3 separate regions of the Mus musculus genome follow, and all the other regions are linked to region 1. Evidence: chromatin contacts called from public HiCAR-type and promoter capture Hi-C data. All regions are on one chromosome and are shown on one strand. Each heading gives the region's core, a stretch centred on a gene start, on an enhancer-like site or on the middle of the called end of the contact. The rest is flanking DNA. Distances are from core to core; before and after follow the strand shown.

Region 1 (2,700 bases), core at 31-2,530:
AAGAAATTAAGAAAGAAAAAGAAAAGGGGTAGTAGTTTCTTGGCAACATTTAGAAATGTAACCTTGAAAGTCACAAGAAAAAATACTGATGTCAGCATTGTGAAGACAACACTTAAGGTCGACTCTCCCTTCAGAAGCCCGCAATTGTCTGACCAGGTGTGTTCTACTCTCTCTACTGGAGCACCTTTGTTCCTGCGTTTAATGAAGCCAGCTTTGCTTCATACAAGTTGGCCCCGAAATTCATTTCTTTGTTGAAACCAAGACCTCAGGTTTTGCTTGGTGGCGATCTCTAAAAAGGTGTGTTGTGAAGCTGTGTGTAGAGGCAGGTGACTCTTCTTCCCTCCTGCTAACAACGAGGCGGGGCGAAGCCTACACCCAGAACCCCTCAAGTCTTTTGTCTTCAAGTGGCTCACCACTCACTTCTTGCTCAAGACGCTCTTCCATAATAGAATTTAGTAGTTGACACTTGGAGATTCCAACCCAGGCCCTGTGCTCTTTGCGCCCCCTGCAGATTGTCACTTTCCCCCGTCCCCTTCCTTTGTCATCCCCACCTGGGCTTGGTTTTAGCCACCGGCACCCTTCGGTCTTCTCTAACCTACCCTTCTCTCTCTAGTTACCCTAAATTGACTTCAAGCTTCCCCATCCTGCTCCTTCTTAGCTCCAGTTCCGGGAATCTCCTTGCCTCTCCCAGTTTTTCCCCGCGCCCACTGTGTGAGAGGCTATGTGGCTGCAGTACCTCACAGATTTGAGGAATGTACTTGTCCCTGAAGTAGCTCCTTAGCCTGGGGGTGGCACTGCGTAGTGAAGCCATGGTCAGAAGCAGGACTCAGAATGCGTTTCATAGGTTACTGCTGTTCACGTTGAGGAGGAGAGACGCGCCGGAGCGTTGCCTAGCAACCACAAAGGAGGTGCCAAATAGTCCAAGCCTTTCGCGAGATGAAGAAAGAACCTAGCAGGGAGGGGGCGGGGCAACTGGGGCGGGGCGGGGCGATTGCAGAGGGGCGGGGCAGAGAGGGGCGGGGCGAGTGCAGAGAGGCGGGGCAGAGCGGGGAGGGGCGGGGCAGGACAGTACAGGCCGGGGCCGGGTAAAATGAGAGGGCTGGACGGGAGAGTGAGTGTTGGGGCGGAGCTAGGGTCTGTGTTCAACGCGCCGCAGTCCCGGTCTTGGTCCAGGAAAAAGCTGCTTGCACTAGGGGCATCCCGCCTGCCTGGTGAAAGGAACCGCAGCACACAGGGTGGGAGGGCTTCCGATTTTAGCAGGGCGGCTTCCGGAAGGCGGAGCTCCAACCCCATTTCCTTTCTCTGGGCTGGTTCTGGCCCAGCTGCACCTGCGTGTGGCCCTGGCTCCTCGGCTCCCTGCAGCTCCGAGGCAGCAGCATGGGTGGCGCGCGGGACGTGGGCTGGGTGGCAGCAGGGCTGGTCCTGGGCGCCGGCGCCTGCTACTGTATCTACCGGCTGACTCGGGGACCGCGGCGAGGCGGTCGCCGACTGCGCCCTTCGCGATCCGCAGGTGAGGCGATGGGCTGCCCGGCAGGTGGACTGGTTCGGGGCTCCGGACCCACCTCAGGCCAGGCTGGGTTGGAGGTGCCCTAGACACCCGCGACTGCATGGGGAGAAAGGCTGGAGGTAGACAGACGACTCTGGAAGCCCAGGTTGCCTTGGGTGGGTCCTGAGCCGCTTCCCTGCTCCCACTTCTTTGTTTAAAATAAGAGCTGAAAACATTGCCCGAAGTGTCCTGTTACTTCCCTTCGGCTTCACAGCCAAGAGCTGAGGTTTCTCCGAGCCAAGTAGATTGCCTCTCATTTTAAAGTTTTACCTGAGCTTTTGTGTTGTTATCAAAGAGATGCCCCTTACTGTGAGAAGGTTCTCAGGGGCCTCAAGCCTGGGTTGAAACTTTGCTCGTGCTATGTGAAGAATGGATCCCTGAGATGCAATTCTGCCAGCACTTTGTGGCACCTGTCCTGGGAAGTACCTTTAAGTCATCCGTAGCGTCCCTGCAACCGGGGTGTGTGTGTTGGGAATAAGAACCACAACCAACAGGAGACACACCCTTCTAAAAGGATGGCTTAAGTCGTGAAAACTGTTGGAAAAACTATTTGAAATAAAACCTGCCAACCAATACCTGCTTGCCTCAAAGGTAGAGAAATATATTTGTTTTTAAACTGAGGTTGGTGGGAGCTAATTGCCCTTCCCTAGAACAAAAATAAGGCACCTTTAAAGGCAGGTAGAAAACACATCTTTGGGTTGTACAACTAGCATTTACTTTTCAAAATTTGCACTTACTAGAAGGGACCAGGAACAACCATGGATTTATATTCCAGCCTTCCATTTCCTCCAGGAAATGCTGTAAGAAAGGGGAGTGCACAGAACCTTCCCCTTTGGTCACAGAGGAAAGCAGTTTTTGAAAATGAGCATTTGCCCTTACAAAGCCTGATTTGTAGGGTGCTTGTTTGTGTGTGGGTTTTTTGTGGTTTTGTTTGTTTTTTCTCTCTGTCAAATATTTCTATACAAGAATACTTTGGTGGGTTTTTGTTGTTGTTGTTGTTGGTGGTGGTGGTGGTCTTTTGTTTTGCTTTTTTAAGGCAGAAGATCTGATGTGTCCCTGGCCTGGAACTCACTGCATAGCAGAAAATTTGAACTTCTGATTCTCCTGTCTCCATCTCCGGGGTTGCTGGGTCTGACAGCATCCACCACTACACT
Region 2 (2,700 bases), core at 54-2,553, 2.0 Mb after region 1:
TGGGCCAATACAAATTATAACCACCACCTAAGAGAGCAGAGGGTTATCCCACCCCTTGCAAAATAAAGATAGACAAATATTTCGTAATTTTATTAAAGGCGAATTCTGTCTTTCTCTATAGTACCAAAGACACCACACAAATTTCTTGCGCAAAAGGAACAGCGAAGCAAACAATGTGAGCAAAGATGTTGATAGCTGGTCCAGCAAACCCAGAGAGAGAGGAAAGAGAAACACGCGGCGGCGCTCTGACGCCTAGGAAAACCCAGCTCTCGGGGAAAGGCTTCTCCGACAGCAGCTGCCCAACTGGGCTGCAGGTCCAGGCTGGAGGTGGCTGGCGCTGGCACATTTGAAATATCATAGTCGGTGGATCCAGTCCGGAGCACCACGCGGGACCCGCCCGCGCACACACCCACAGCCCACTGCAGCAAGCGACCTGGGCGCAGCCGCAGCACGCAAGTAACGCTCGACCCGAGCAGAAAGTTTCGAATGAAAAACCCGAGCGCCGAAACGCACCGGTCCCGGAGCTGAACTCACGCCAGGAACAACGCCCGGAGCCAAACCACTTGACAAGCAGCTCGGGTTTTCAGCTGGCTGGCCCAGGCGGGACCGGGAGGTGGCAGAGGCGGCAGCGCACTGGCTCCCGCAGCCCAGGTGTCAGCCGCGCCGCCGCCTCCCTCCCGTGCCCACTATCCGACCCGTGCGGTACAGGCACTGGGGTGCGGATCAGGGATGTGGATAAGGGGCTCAGGATACGGATCAGGGACGCCGATCCGGGGCGCGGGATGAGGATCGGGGACGCGGGGCACGGGGCACGGGGCGCGGGGTCGAGTGCAGAGCCCGGGCGGCTCGCAGGCTGACGGGCCAGGTCGCGGCTCCGGAACCCGCGGCCGCGCGCCCCTCCCCCCACCCCTCCCCCGCCGGGGCACGTAGAGCCGGCGCCGCGTCCCGGGAGACCCACCGCCCGCGGCCCGGGGACCGGGAAGCTCTGCCTGCGCGGCCGCAAGCAACATTCAGCGAGGCGGGGCGGGGTCGGGACCAAGCGCCGCGCGGACTCACTTTTTCGGATGTTTCTCTCTTTTCGGCCTCCGCTTTCGGGCCTGAATGGCCAGCACTGGGGAGAGAGAAGACACATTAACGGTCGGGTTGGCCGCCTGCGTGCCGCGAGGCGGGGCGGGGGCCGCTCGCGCCGCTCACCTTTCCTGGAGCTCATTCCGACTCGGGGCAGCCAGGCGGGGGGCTCCGCGGCGGAGGCGGCGGCGACGCGACAGTCAGCCGCACCGGGATGCAGCCTCCACTCGCTCGCCGGCCGAGGAGGCGGGAACCGCGCCTGCGCCGCCGCGGCCTCTCCCGCGGGGGCCAATGAGACCCGCCCCCGCGGCCCCGCCCCGCAGCCCCGCCCCCTCCGCGCCCCCCTCCGCAGCTCTGGAGCACGGGGGTCCGGACCCCGGCCGCGCCCTTATCACTCGCTCGGCGGCCCACCTGTGCTGAAGGGCGGTTGCGCGCTCACGGTTCCCCGCGCCCACGGCCCCCTCGCCCACGGCCTCCCGCGCCCACGGCCTCCACCTCCTTGCTTTTACGGCCGCCGCAGGCCACCCGTTCCCGGGCACTAGGCCCAGCCGCCGACCCTTCCTCCCAGCCACCGCTCCGCACCCCGGCTGGTCGTGCCGCACGCCTCTCCATGCGCTCTTCCTTGGCCAGCGCCTTGGCGGGTCTCTCGCCACCTCTCTCAGGCGGCCTCCTCTATCCCTTTGCATCTCTACATCCTTGCATCCCTATGAGCGCCGCTTCCTCCTCTCCGGCGGGCGTGGAAAGGGCACAAGACCAAGAGCTGAGGAACCTGGGTCCTTGAGTGTCTGTGTGACCTTGGAGAAGTGATTTTCCTCTCTTTTCCTACTCCATTAGGCTGCGTGAGTTTAACGAAGGAAAGATGCACACAGCTTAAATGGAAAGTTTGTCACAGAAAGCCTAATTTTCTAAATACCATGAGATAAGAGCCTAAAACAGCAATCATGCCAAAAAGTGATTTTTTTTTTCTTCCTCCTATAATGGGGAAACTAAACCCTAAATAGGTCAAACAGTTCTACCAGCCTGTATTTCTATTCAGGCCTGGCTGGTTTCTCTTTCTGCCTTCCCAGGCTACCTGGTTTCTCTTTCTACCTTCCAAGGCTATCTAAGATGCAAATCACGCTGACTGACACGTAGTTACCACTTCAGTGTTCTCTTGTCTCTTTGAACAATTACAGTATCTTAAAGATACTGGTCCTGAACACTCAGTCCTTCATTGGTTACAATTGTATCGTTGAGTTACAACTGTATCACTGAGTCTTACTCTAAAGATGTCCCAACAAACAGGAAAGGCCGCTCCAAGTTTGAAAAGATTTTACTTTCTCCATTTTTTTTTTCAAAAAATCTGAAACATACAAGAAAAATGCAGTAATCGGCACTATTAACCCACATTCACTAGGTTTTTTTTAAACGTTTCTCCACAGTTGCTCTGTGTGTGTGTGTGTGTGTGTGTGTGTGTGTGTGTATGCATATGGTGTATTTTGCTGAGTCATTCAGTAGTTTGCAGACTGTTACCCTCCACCCCAAAAGATTTCAATACATATCTACTAAAAGCAAAGATTTTTTTTTTCTACATAATCAGAACGTTATCACTCTAAGAAAATCCAATAAAATATGTTTGGCGACATTTTTTTT
Region 3 (2,700 bases), core at 153-2,652, 2.1 Mb after region 1:
TATAGCTCTGTCTATCCTTCAACTCACTATGTAGATGAGGCTGGCCTTGAATTCATAAAGATTCACCTGCCTCTGCCTCCTGAGTTGTGGGATAAAAGGCATGCACCACCATACCCGGCTCTTATTTATTTATTTTTTTTCATTTTATGTGTATGGGTGTTTTGTCTGCATGTATGTCTACACCTCAGTGAGTTTTCTTCTCACGGAGTAGTTTCTGTTTCCTCTAAAGATTTTTGTTTGTTTGTTTGCTTGTTGTTTTTTTTTTTTCTGTTTTCTCCCCATTTGTTTGGTCTCAAAGGCATTGCCTTCCAGGGTTTGCCTGTCAAATTTCCATGTTCTCTACCTATCCCTTGCTTCTAAGTAATTCAGTTCCTCCTCCCTGGAAAACAGTAGAGGTTTAGGGGGCTTTGCCCAGCAAACTGGATGCCAGATTTTGAGTGCTCTTTCTCTGTCTGACTCCCAGAATGTTTCAACCCTCCTACAAACAGATCTGGACCTTCCAGTTCGAAAATATATGAAGGAGTGTTCCTTTTGTCTAGCTGTCCTTCAAAGCTTACTCTTGAGTCTACAAAAGAGGTTACTTAGTCCCTACCTTTTAAATGGAGTATTTTTTTCTGTACAACGCTTAAACAGTAATAACTATTAGTTACAGGCTGAGGCAGGCGGATTTCTGAGTTCGAGGCCAGCCTGGTCTACAGAGTGAGTTCCAAGACAGCCAGGGCTACACAGAGAAACCTTGTCTCGAAAAACCAAAAATAAATAAATAAATAAATAAATAAATAAATAAATAAATAAATAAATAAATATTAGTTACCTTTGCACGTAGACTTTTGTCTCTCTAAGACTGTGAAATATAGAAAGAGCACTTTGACACTCCTACCTAGTACCACGTGGGCCAAGTATGGAACTCCGGTGTCTTGGTGGCAAATGCTTTTATGCGCTGAGCCATTTTGAGATAGGTGTTGTTCTAGCTGATACCGAATTCACTTTATAGAGCAAGCTGGCAGGGACTAGTGGCAATCTTCCCGCCTCCGCTCCCGACTTGTGGCTCACCATCCTAAGGGTATCATGAGTATTTTCTCCTCCCCTCCTTCCTCTCCCCTCCTTGAATTCAGTGTGTAGCTGGAGTTGACTTTGAACTACTGGTTTTCCCGCCTTCACCTCCCAAACGGTGGAATTCCAAGTGTGAGACACCATGCCAGGGCCGAATTTTATTTTTAGTAACTCCAAAGAAGTGGAGAGAGCTCCTGCACAGAACTCAGCAGCCTGGGAAGCAGTAGGGCTGCCAGGTTCCCTGAGCGGCCAACATGACATCCAACCAGCAGGGGGCGCCACAGAACAGGACAGCGGCGCGCAGATATGCCTCTCTAGGCCAAGAGAACGGAACCAGAGAGTCGGTGATAGGAAGTCGAGGTGGCGCTCAACCCTGCGTCCCAGAAGGCTGGTCTGGTCGCCCAGTCTGTGTGTTCCCTAGCCGGACTCTGCAGGCCGGGCTGGCGGTGCATGGAATCCAGAATTCGTGCGGAGGCAGGATGCTTGCGGCTGACGATATCGGCGAAGTGCCGGCAGCCCCGGTGAGGCGTCCCTGGAAACCCGGGGAAGGGACGCTGGTGACCCTGCGAGGTGGCACAGACCCCACCTCCGCCCCGGGGACAGGTTACCTTGGAAGTGGTTTGGCGGTGGTTCCCACGGCCGGAAGCAGGCAAGGGAGTCCCTGGGGAGGTAGTCACAGTGCAATGTCCGATGTCCCAGAAGATGACAGTTTTGAGAGTTGGCGGGAAAGTGGCCTCGGTGCCCGGGCAGAGTAACTCGGACCCTGGGGAGGTGGTCCAGACCTCTGGGAAGGTGGCAGTAGTGTCAGGCATGCCCCTGGGAGAGGCGCCTAGGACCTCTCCGCCCGTCAGTATGGGACCTTTCGGAGCGCTGTATGAATTCCACTTACTTCAGTCTAACTTGTTTGCCACACCTGTTTTTCTGCCAGTGCTGCCCCGAGAGTGGTGACGAAACGAAGAACACAGACGTGAAAAGTAAGCAGGCTTTAAACCCTTAGTTCTTTTTGTCTAGCTGCCCTTCGAAGCTCGCCTTTTCAGAGTCTGCAAAAGAGTTTCTTAGTCTGCTATCTTTTCAATGGAGTATTCTTTCTGTACAATGTTTAAACAGTAATAAATATTAGTTATCTTTGCACGTGGACTTTTGTCTCTCTAAGACTGTGAAATATAGAAAGAGCACATTGACGCTCCTTCCTAGGACAGTGACTGGTTTGGCTTCACTGGGACCTGCCATTTTAATGAACTGTCAGCTCGTTATCAGGTATTTAGAGGGGTTATGCTGGTCACTGTTACTGGGTTCTAGGAAGAGGTTTGATAATAGGTTAATTGTACTTTTGCCTTCAGTGAGTAAGTAATTACAGTTTGCTGCAGGTAGCCCACACCTTAGGTCCCAGGGCTTGGTCTGGGTAGGTGACATGGAAAAGACCCAGTACCTAGGACAGGAAACTATGTCAGACTCCTGGATATTTGTTATTTCACTTGAGATAAGCGTAGCAGGTTATTAGGAATCCAGCACCCTGAAGGGGCTGTTTTTGTTTCTCTCTCTCTCTCTCTCTCTCTCAATCTCTCTCTCTCTCTCTCTCTCTTTAACCAAGGTGGAGCGTAACCCAGGTTCGCCCCAGACTTTTGTGTGACTAAGGATGACCTTGGA

The links. Promoter capture Hi-C pulls out the DNA fragments that hold promoters and counts their contacts. HiCAR-type assays count read pairs that join an accessible place to other places.
Region 2: a HiCAR-type map of astrocytes shows a contact between it and region 1, with 5 times the contacts expected there. The contact joins the promoter of Srpk2 here to the promoter of Armc10 in region 1. A contact is called at or near these places in 4 of 39 promoter capture datasets (the 3T3-L1 cell line, embryonic stem cells, hippocampal neurons and 1 more) and 1 of 115 datasets of contacts at active chromatin or transcription factors (astrocytes).
Region 3: a promoter capture Hi-C map of pre-B cells shows a contact between it and region 1, with 7 times the contacts expected there. The contact joins the promoter of Rint1 here to the promoter of Armc10 in region 1. A contact is called at or near these places in 2 of 39 promoter capture datasets (embryonic stem cells and pre-B cells) and 1 of 9 other capture datasets (adipose tissue).

What each region holds. Positions count from the first base shown.
Region 1 is chr5:21,644,726-21,647,425 of GRCm38.p6, forward strand. Armc10 (armadillo repeat containing 10) reads left to right here and starts at 1,281. Exons shown (of 6, transcript NM_026034.5): 1 at 1,281-1,510. The coding sequence starts at 1,378. Fbxl13 (F-box and leucine-rich repeat protein 13) reads right to left here and starts at 880. Exons shown (of 21, transcript NM_001199632.1): 1 at 737-880. The coding sequence starts at 811.
Region 2 is chr5:23,674,664-23,677,363 of GRCm38.p6, forward strand. It overlaps Srpk2 (serine/arginine-rich protein specific kinase 2), which reads right to left and starts at 1,304. Exons shown (of 16, transcript NM_001359173.1): 1 at 1,195-1,304; 2 at 1,057-1,111. The coding sequence starts at 1,210.
Region 3 is chr5:23,786,309-23,789,008 of GRCm38.p6, forward strand. Rint1 (RAD50 interactor 1) reads left to right here and starts at 1,403. Exons shown (of 15, transcript NM_177323.4): 1 at 1,403-1,574; 2 at 1,982-2,027. The coding sequence starts at 1,533.